Linked DNA regions of Bos taurus: region 1 is linked to region 2. A link is a contact called in public Hi-C data. All regions are on one chromosome and are shown on one strand. Each heading gives the region's core, a stretch centred on a gene start, on an enhancer-like site or on the middle of the called end of the contact. The rest is flanking DNA. Distances are from core to core; before and after follow the strand shown. Region 1 overlaps CTDSPL (CTD small phosphatase like). Region 2 has its middle 9.3 kb from the start of CTDSPL.

Region 1 (5,309 bases), core at 2,807-5,306, 120 kb after region 2:
TATTTTTGGTAGATTAAAGGCAATTTATCCTCTAAAAACCTAGTTTAAATTCCCACCAAGAGTCCATTCCCTTATCAAAAATGGTAGTTAGGAAATACTGTAATCTTTGCTGATCTAAAAGTAAAGAATGGTATCGATTTATTGCTTTAATTGGTATTTCTTCCTGAATGAATATGAACATCTTTTCACAAGTTTATTGTACATGTGTATTTCTCCTTCCCTATTCATTTATACTGTTATCTTTTCAAACTTCAGGGAAATTAGCACTCTCCCCTAAATTTATGATATATCTTTCGGCCTTGTCCATAATCATTTTGGCCACAAAGAAGTTTAATTTTGTATAGGGAAATCTTTTATGGCTTCTGAACTTTACATCATGCTTAGAAAGATCTCCCCACTCTATGACTGTGACCCACATCTTCTCCTAGTGTTTTAACAATTTCATTATCACACTTAAATCTTCGATCCATCTGGATTATGTTGATGTAAGGTGTGAAGTCGAAATTCACCCTTGTTTGCTTTTCCACGTAACCCAGGTCCAGCTTTATTTGCTTTTCCAAATGGCAAGTCAGTTGTCCCCGCATCATGTCCTGAGTAACCCATCTTTTGTACACCTACTGGAAGTGATATCTCTGTCTGGACTTGGTTTTCAACGTGCTGCTTAGTAACATTTGACTCCCAATTGGGAGCTGGGGTTTGAGGCCCTCATGGTCTGTCCGGTAAAGGTCAGGTACCGAAGCGTAAGGAACAAAGCAGAGAACAGTTTGGGAAACAGTAAAGTTTGGTGGTAAGGCTGAACGTGAGCACTCAATGCTTTGGCCCCAGTGTAGACCTGACCCCATAGTTCAACGCTGTTGCTGGAATAACAGACCAACCGCACCAGCGAGACAGTGCAGCTGAGCCATAAAAATGTTGAAAGAGAAGAGGAGAAAGTTGTTTTCTAACAGTTAAGTTTCTGTGCTGTTGGCTTAAGAAGCCTTTAATAAACAGCAAACCTTGTGAAAAGCGTATAAGCAGAGCAGTTCCTCTCATTAGAGGTGGTGTCGAGTCCCCTTTGCCCACAGCCCTGAGACTCTGCCCTTAGCTTGGAGGCGTGGGGATGGTGGGGGACAGTGTGCAGACTCAGTGCCTGAAACCTCAAATGCACAGACCACCATCCGTGTCCCAAGAAGAGGCACTGCATTTGTAAGGTTTGTGAGAGTGTGCTATGGGGTGAGTACCTTAGATCAGCTATTCCTGCTGCCAGTCCATGACCAAGACAGGACTTTCACTTCCACTCCCAGGAAGATCACTGGTGTGAGTGCCCTCCCCAGACCTAGCCTCTGCCTCACCTCCCATGATTTCTTGCCCCTATTCCCACCCCCTGGCCATGCCCACCCATGCTTTGGAACAAATCATCGTGTTCAGAAAAAGCTCCTTTTTTATATGCTTGGTGTTTCTCCTATTCTTCAGCTTTATGATGGTCTGAGGGAAAATTTGCCTCAGGACATTTTTTAGTTAATGATTCAAGCATCACCTGAGCAGGTCACTGAAGTCACAGAACACTTCTGCAGGTGTCTAGCGTCCTTGCATGTTCCGAGGACACAGCAGCTGTCCAGGAGAATTCTTACCCATGGTCTGAAGAATTGGCAGTAATCTAAAGCCGAGCTTTCTGGGAAGCTGCGTGCATTTAGGAACCAGGCTGAGGATTAACGAAACTCCACCCCCCACCCGCCCCGCACAGTGCATGGCCCCAGCCTGGCCTTGTTCTCTGCAGCACAAATGATAAATCAATAGCTTGCTTATTATGCCTCTCACCCCACTCACTCTTTTCTCTCTTAAAATAATATGGGGAGGCTTTTTCCTTACTGGTAATTCAAAGAATGCTTGTAAAGTGTGGGTTAAATCTGCAAAGAAAGTAATTTTTATTCTTGAGCTTGGAAAATAACTGAGCCACTTTTGGCAGATCTTTGATGTTTTCAGATATGCTCGGGATAGAAGTTCTAGATCTTTATTTTCCAGGCTGGCAATTACATAAAGTTAAAATGTTGTTTTAGTCTATAAATGCATAGAAAAAGGTCTAGGCAGATACACACCAAACTAAGAAGGGGGACACCTGGGGAAAGGAATGGGGGATATGGAAGAGGGAATACTTGTGTTTTATGTGTCTATATTCTTTACAATCAGAATGTGTTTTTATTACATAATTATGAAATAGAAAATTAAAAAAAAAATTTTTATTTTCGTTGCAAGTATGTTTTCTGCTATGGTCCACACAACAGAAATAACCCCAGTTCTCTATATTACGTTCATTTATTGGGCTCATTACACCATACCTTTTTAAATCTCTTTTTGATACAGAACTTCTTGCAAGTTTTGCAGGGGGTTTTTTTGTTTGTTTGTTTGTTTTGACCATGCCACACAACATGCAGGGTCTTAGTTCCCTGACCGGGGATTGAACCCAGGCCCCAGCAGTGAAAAGCACTGAGTCTTAACCACTGGACTTCCAAGAAATTCCCATGGTTTATTTTCATTTTTTAAAATATAAAAGTCGCTTGCTGATTTGAAATGAAGGTCAGAGTCCTTTCCATGACCCTGGATCCCACACCCAAGGTCTAAGACACGTCTTTCCCAGAGCCACGCCATCGAGGATTCTGCCTGTGAGCATTCGTTAGCGCCAAAGGAGTTGGGAGGCCATAAGGGCCTTTTCTCCTGGGTGATGTTGGAGAGAATGAAGCGCACACACTCAATAGAGAGAGCCCCTGGCGTTAGAAACGCTCCTGTCTCCACACAGGGCTCATCCTGCTCAACCCCACAAGCCCTCCAGCCAAGATAATCACTGCATTTGCAAATTTACCTAACCTGTTGACCGCCTGTGTTACATTCACTATTGAACCAGCTGAAGTCCAAAATTAAAACAAATTCCTTGACTAATGTTCAACTTGAACCAAAAAGAGAGAAAGAAAGAAAGAAAGAAAGAAAGCCATTTGAAAGTAAATACTTCTAGATTACTTTTCTTTCTTCTTGTTTTATTTGATAAGCTAATTTGTCCATTCTTCAGTGGCTTGGGGCAGATAGAGATTTTCTTGTTGTTTTGTTTTGCATTAACTCCAGAACAGAGTCTGACCTTCCTCCAGGACAGAAAATTAGCTAGTTAATATTGGGTAGTGAATATGCCAGAGAGTAAACTGAAATGCTTAAAATTGTTTCTAAACTGAAGCAAGGCCCAAGAAATAAATACTCTAAGTCAAAAATTGAGATTGGCTGAAGATATCCAGCATTTCCTTAACTCTTATGACCTCTTTACCGTAAGATTGTCAGCTACTACAAAGACGTATCAGTGGGTTTTCTGGTTAACACACAGCATGTGAATTCAAGTGTGACTGCCAGGGACAGACTAAAGGGATGGAGCGCCACCTTCACCCCGTGTTGTACCACAGCGGGGCACGCACAGCACAGGGCACTGCGTGTGGGCCAGTCTTAGTTCTGTTTCCTGTTACTGGAGGTCACTGTGGATTGCTGGGCTTCCCTGGTGGCTCAGCTGGTAAAGAATCTGCCTACAATGCGGGAGACCTGGGTTTGATCCCTGGGTTGGGAAGTTCCCCTGGAGAAGGGAACGGCTACCCACTCCAGCATTCTGGCCTGGAGAGTTCCATGGATTGTATAGGCCATGGGTGGGCTCACAAAGAGTTGGACACAACTGAGTGACTTTCAGTTTTCACTTTGGATTGCATTTTGCTGGTGGTTCTATAGTTCCTCTTAAAGGTTTTTCAGAATTTCAGTCACTTAAAAAAATACTATGGTCCAGTATAGCTCTAAAATATACTTACATACCATAGTGAGTTTAAAATGAAATAGGACCCCAGAACATGGGGTGCATGGTTAGAATAGCTGTTATAATTGAACATTCATTTTCATATTGTCCATTTTAATAATAGCAATAGCTACCACACATGTGCCAGGCAGAATGCTGGATGTTTTACTTCAATTATAGCTGATAACAACCTTTTATGGTAAGTATTATTCTCCCAACTCAGAGCCAAGAAACAGAGCTGATGAAAGAGAGCGGATATTCCAGCCAAGCTTTGTCTGGTTCCAAAGCCCAGGCCCTCATCATAGCTGTTCAGACAGTGGCACAGTATTTGTTTGGTAAAACTTCAGTTGTAAGCTACTTCTTCCTATTGTTTTTAATAAAATTCCATGATGCACCTAACCAGACATTTAAATGTTTGGTTTCATTTCTAACCTCACTGTCATAGTGTAACACAATAATAAGGGAATTAGTTGATCTTTTATATAAAGGTAATAATATTGATTTTTTTTTCCCCCGACTTTAGCCACCAGCTAAATACCTCCTTCCAGAGGTAACGGTGCTTGACTATGGAAAGAAATGTGTGGTCATCGATTTAGATGAAACATTGGTGCACAGTTCATTTAAGGTAAATCAACATAAAAAACGATCAGTGATCTTTGTGATTTGGCTACAATTGTATTGGAAAATGGAAAACTAAAAAGATGAAAGCTTGTGGTTTGTTGGCATATGACTTCACTGTTCATAAAATCCCAGTAACAGTTGGTTATTAACTCAGGTGAACATTAACTCGAGTAGTTGAATATTAACATAATTAGTTTGGGAGGAAAAAAATCCACTGGGCTGCCAATATCCCTGAGACCTCATTCTTATGCAGTTTAAGTTTTCCAGCACTCTGCCCCCCGCAGAAATACTTTCCAGGTGGCACGAGGCAGGCAGTGCCCCAGGACACCGCTGTGTGTTTGTCAGAGTAACTGAGCACTGTGCGAGCTGCAGGTTATATGGGGAATGACAAGGGGAGACACAGTTGAAAACTAGCAAGCAACTGACTATCCTGGAAATTTTCCCAGACCAAGTTTTGGAAGACTTTCAGAGTTACGGCATCTGAACAGATTCAGTCATTTATCTTAATGGTTTTCATGACAAGAGTTTGCTGGAGTTTTTCCTTAGCTTCATGGCTAAGTGTGTATCCACCTGCATGCCCTCCCTCCTGAAGGCCAGGGGCTGCAGTACGCTCAGCGTGAGCATCACAGTCTGACTTCCGTCACCTCCCTCACGCCTCCCTCTCCATCTCCCCACCAGAATAGCAGCCAAAATTACAAACTACCCAAGGGCCTCCATGTATGTGTGTATGTGCTCAGTCATGTCTCTTTGCAGCCACAGGAACTGTAGCCCTCCAGACTCTTCTGTCCATGGAATTCTCCAGGCAAGAATACTGGAGTGGGTTGCCATTTCCTCCTCCAGGGGATCTTCCTGACCCAGGGATCGAACCAGTGTCTCTTAGGCCTCCTGCATTGCA
Region 2 (5,142 bases), core at 858-3,357:
CTGATGTCACCTCTGGGTTGCCAGTTTGCAGTCTCCAGTTTAAAGCTGTTTTCTTGAGTTGATTTTGAGTGAAGTCTGATAACAACCATGACCAGAGCTGGAGAGTGCTTTGCTGCATCTGGAACTTTTAAAGCAGCTTAGCACCAATGAGGAAGCTGCAGAGACAGCCCTTATATAAATAATCGATTTGCTAATAAAGGAGTTTCCATCTGAAGGCAGCCCCAGTCCTCAGAGACAAGAAGAGTGGTTGTGGTCCAGACAGTCTTCCCCTGCAGAAGTCCTGCATTTCATCAGCTGTCTTTGGAGAGGTGCAAGCAGCCTTGCCCCCCAGTTCCTGGTCTCAGCCATACACAGCACTGGGGGGTGGTATCTAAGAATCTTTCAGAACTCCACTGTTGAGAAAAATTTATTTATATCAATAAAAGAGGAAAAGAAACTTTAAAGTTGAATTAAGTTAGAAAGGAAGAAAAATGTGTTTCGGTATCGGAAAGGGAAATGTTGTTCTTGGCACATCAAGCTTTTCTGAGTAGTAGCAGGGCCTCCTTCAGGGGCCCCGTGCAGCACATGGGATGGTCTCATTTGAAGGTGCAGCCCCGTCTGCCAGAGCCAGGATACGTTTAAGCAGTTTGCAGACTGACCCAGGGGACCTTCCTTCCACCTCTCCCTTCTCATTCTGCAATTGTACTTTCCTGGTTAATAGGTCTGCAGGCCAAGGGGAGCACGGGCCAGGAATACTAAAGTCAGAGGAGGCTCCCTGCTGATTGGGCCTTGGAAAGGCCAAAGATGATTGCTGATGAAAAGACAGTTTGTTATTCTCAGAGTTTCCAAGAGAAGGGTTTGCACTATGCCGCGGGGAAGTGGGGGGTAGCACACACGAGGAAGAACCAGATTGGGTCAGGAGGCACAGCAAGAAAGGGAAACTGGGGCAGGAGATTTTACTGTGGTGTCAATGGAAAGGAACAAGTGAGACAGGTTAGCCAGTTTAGGATTGGCTAGTTAGAATAGTTTCAGTGGGCTCTAGGATACAAGGACTATCTGTAGTCTGGTACCTGGTCCTGAGGGGATTAGGGCAGTAGCGGCCTGGGGTATAATAGCTCCATCAAGGAGGTGGCTCTGGATTGACTGATTTGCATGAAAGACATGCTGGTTTTGTTTTTTTAATTTTTGGCTGTGCTGTCTTCGTTGCTGTGCGGGCTTTTTCTCTAGTTGCAGAGAGCAGGGGCTGCCCTCCAGTTTGGGTACAAGGGCTTCTTCTTGTGGTGGCTTCCCTTATCGTGGAGCACAGGCTCTCGGGTGCGTGAGTTTCAGTAGTTGTGGCTCCCGGGTTCTAGAGCAGAGGCTCAGTAGTTGTGGCGCACGGACAGGCCCAGTTGCTTCATACAAGTGGGATCTTCCCGGACCAGGGGTCAAACTCACACCTCCTGCATTGGTAAGCAGACTCTACCACTGAGCCACCAGGGAAACCTGGAAGACATGTTTTTAACAAGTTATTTGCTTTCTCCAGGAATGAGGTAGCCCTGGGATGGGCAGGGACTCCAGAGTCAGCAGGGCCCCAGGATGTCGGAACATCAGAGCAGGCATGGCTGATACAACCATTCATAGGTTTTCCAGCCAAGAGCCCAAAGGTCTCAGCCTACAGCCGACACCTGGCATCAGCCACAATGTAAGAACGTGAGCCTCCAGATGATTCCCGCCCCAGCCTTCAAGAAGCACCGGTGACACCACGTAAAGCAGAGCCGAGCTATGCTTGTCAAGTCCTGCCCAAATTGTAAGCTGTATGCATAGAAATATTTTTTTTAAGTGTTCGAGTGATTTTTATACAACTATAGTAACTTGAGCTAAGCTGAACGAATTCTCTATTTTGAATTTAAACCAGGGTTTATGGAAATAGGCTTCCCTGGTGGCTCAGATGGTAAAGAATCTGCCCGCAGTAGAGGAGACCTGGCTTTGATTCCTGGAGAAGGGAATGGCAACCCACTCCAGTATTCTTGCCTGGAAATCCCCATGGACAGACAGAGGAGCCTGGCAGGCTACATACAGTCCATGGGTCACAAAGAGTCAGATATGACTGAGCAACTTAAACTTTCACTTTCACTTTTTACGAAAACGAGTGAGTCAGGAGTTCCCTGATGGTCTCGGGGTTAGGAGTCTGGGCTTTCACTGCCCTGGACTAGGTTCAGTCCCTGGTTGGGGAACTGAGATCCGGCAAGCCACGCAGCATGGCCCCCCAAAATGAAAATGAGTGAGTTGCTAGCAGGAGACAAGTGCTTAGACCCTAAGTGAGTCTCATTCGTGACAAATGACTTATTCTGGAATAACAGGTGCTCTGGGCTGGAGTGGCCCTGATCCTGAATGTCAGGATCCAGCTCCTCATGTCAGTAGTGGGACCTCAGCATCCCTGGGACCTTCAGGTGGTGGGCTTCTCCAGGATCTGAGTTAGTTAGGCTCCTGTGAGGCCTTGGGTTGGGCAGAGAGCCCTGCTGTGAGCCCCCCATGCTGGCCCTTCCCTAAGAGAGTCTCATTCCTTGCAGCCAAGTGGGCCTCTCATCACTGGGGCCATGTGGTACCCAGCCAGAGCCTGGCATACAGTAAGCAAGCAAGATGAGGGGCACTCACCCACCTTCATCACAGGGCTCACGGAGACAGAAAACATTGAAGAGTTTTGTGAACACTCAAGGTCTGGCCACATTCATATGGGTGACTAGTGTCTTCTTCGTTTTTCCAAAGTATTTTACTTTTACTGTTTTAAAAATAATTTTTAATCATCCAAAGATGTCCAGAAACTTCACTTCCTTGGTCCCGTCTCCAAGCTCAGACTGCGAGGGGTGCCCTCTTCTGGTTTGCACTCATTCCAGAGCCTTCTGGAACCAGACCGTCATCTGCCTGCTCCTGCCTGCAAAGGGGAGGCTCAGAGAGAGGGAGCACTTGCCCCGGGGCCTCTTTCAGCAGAGACAGGCCCGCATGCCCACCCACCCACCGCAGCCCAGCACTCAAGTGTAGAGCACAGGGAATGCAGCCACGGCCATGAGACTGTGTAGTCAGCTGAGTACGGTGGTGGTTCCCTGGGGTGAAGCTTTAGGGGTGTTGGGGGGCAGCAGTGCAGGGAGATCAGGTGTGGCAGAGGCCCATTGACACAGTGTGGGGGTGGGGAACTAGGGAGGGGGAGACTGGAGGAGGAAAGGAAGAGGGAGGGAGAGTGGAATCAAGAAGTGGGCTGATTTATTGAGATCATTTTTTTTTCTCCCTGTGTTCTCCATTCCTCCACTTCCAAAAGAGATAGGCTGGGCCTCTCTCCCTCTAGACCTCTGGGGACATTTGAGGGAAAAATAGAAATTGCCGACAGATGCTCCCTTGCCCTCACTTGTGTTCGTGTACATGAAGGAGTGTTTGGGACCAGGAGTGTTCAGGACCATGAGGGCAGGAGACCAGGGTTCCAGGGAGGGCTGGAGAGCGAGGAGGGGGCAGTGCCAAGATGGGAGAAACCAGCCTGGGCAGAGACGGCCCTGTCAAGGGTGCGCCCTGTGTCCTGGCATGAGTGTGAGCCTGTGCACACAATGTTCCTGTGTGTGCCAAGCTGTGTGTCCGTGACCAGACTTGCCCAGCAAACAGGTCATGCCACAGACCGCGGGCAGGTCTGGGTCTGTCCCTGTTGGGTTACGCAGCCTCAGCAAGCACAGGTCAGGGAGCAAAGGGGGCACCCGTGCCCGGGCCAGAGCCAGGGGCTGAGGAATGTAGGTGGGAGAGGCCAGCTGCCAGCCGCCAGGCCAGAGCAGCCTCCACCAGCCTGGCCAGGTGACACTGAGGACCCAACACAGGGCAGGTGTTGAAGGGGCAATCCATGTATGGGCCCACCTCACGGGGCTTCATTGGCTCCAGAGTCACCAAACCAACCTAGGACTTGGTGACTCGGCCCCTTTAAGCAGCAAAGCCACTGCTGCCATGGACGAAGTGACAGGTCTGCCCTGCCACTCTGCCTCTGTAGCGGTTGCTTTGTAACAGGGTTTCAGGGTGAGACCATGTCCTCCCCATACTCAGGGCTCCAGGGAAGACCAAAACACAGGGCTGCGTCCCCTCAGTCCACTCAAGTTCTCTGGGCAGGGCGGATCTAGAATTTTGGAAGTAGAGGGGAAGTGGCTGGGGTATCCTCTTCCAGGGAGGCTTCTTGGATCTGGGTACCCCAAGGATGCAACATCTCAGCCCAAGGCTCCGGAGTCTATCTGAGCTCCAGCTGAGTCTTGCTCTCAAAATCTCCAAACGCATCCTGACCACCACCTTTACTCCACGTGTCCTTTTGTGTCTGTGCTTGGGACTGCTGGCTGACTGCCCTTTTCTCCTTCACCAGCAGCCAGCATTCACTCTGCCATTTCAGCTCCTACTCCAGCACCGGCTGCCAAGTGGAACACATCACTCTAATTCCCTTGCTCTCCACCCCTGCAGACAGGCACCCCAGCCCTCACATTCCTGAGGGATTTTCTGTTAATACTCGGGGAAAGGCTGGGCAGATGTGCACATCACAACAGCCAGATGAAGTTGGGGGACACAACTGAGCTGTATCCTATCTAGCTAGGATACCAGCCCCCCGGGGAGCTGGCAGGGAGAGAGGCCAGCTTCCGTATCCAACTGGGCACATGAAAAGGACCTCACAACATGGGGGCCACCAGAGGGCAGGCTACACCTGCTGGACCACTGGCCCAGTAGCGGGCATTATTCTTGGGAGTGAAGTCTGGAGTAGACTTCACTATTGGCAGCAGTGCGTCTGCCATTTCCTGGAGAAGTATTTTCAGTATACCACTCCAGTATTTCTTGCCTGGGAAATCCTATGGACAGAGGGGCCTGGTGGGCTACAGTCCATGGGGTTGCAAAGAGTTGCACATGACTGAGTGACTAAGCGCGCGCCTGCACACACGCACACTCACACACACACTCACACACACACACACTCATCCTTGGGAGTGAACTATCTCTAGGTGGGAAGGATTCTGTGTACAGATCCCACCTGGATACAGATGGAAGGCATCTCTGGGGACAAGGCAGAGGGAGAAGATGATTGAGAGGCCCCAGCTGGCAGTGGACACAGGCATTTAGTTGAGGGACCTGTGTGTGATGGGGGGAGGAGGGGTTCTTGAAAAGCAAGAATCGGGA

The links. Hi-C and Micro-C count contacts between places; a contact is called where the count stands out from the background.
Region 1: a Hi-C map of liver shows a contact between it and region 2, with 4 times the contacts expected there. The contact joins two enhancer-like sites. A contact is called at or near these places in 3 of 11 Hi-C or Micro-C datasets (liver, skeletal muscle and skin fibroblasts).

Annotation. Positions count from the first base shown.
Region 1 is chr22:11,411,070-11,416,378 of ARS-UCD2.0, forward strand. It overlaps CTDSPL (CTD small phosphatase like), which reads left to right. Exons shown (of 8, transcript NM_001193081.2): 4 at 4,317-4,418. Among named protein-coding and RNA genes, the nearest start is that of MIR26A-1, 6.7 kb to the right of the region's middle. Within about 2 kb of position 4,057, at least 9 of the 102 cell types and tissues checked have an H3K27ac peak or open chromatin away from gene starts, as enhancers often do. A contact at or near this core is called in liver, where this site is marked.
Region 2 is chr22:11,297,029-11,302,170 of ARS-UCD2.0, forward strand. No RefSeq gene overlaps it. Among named protein-coding and RNA genes, the nearest start is that of CTDSPL, 9.3 kb to the right of the region's middle. Within about 2 kb of position 2,108, at least 12 of the 102 cell types and tissues checked have an H3K27ac peak or open chromatin away from gene starts, as enhancers often do. A contact at or near this core is called in liver, where this site is marked.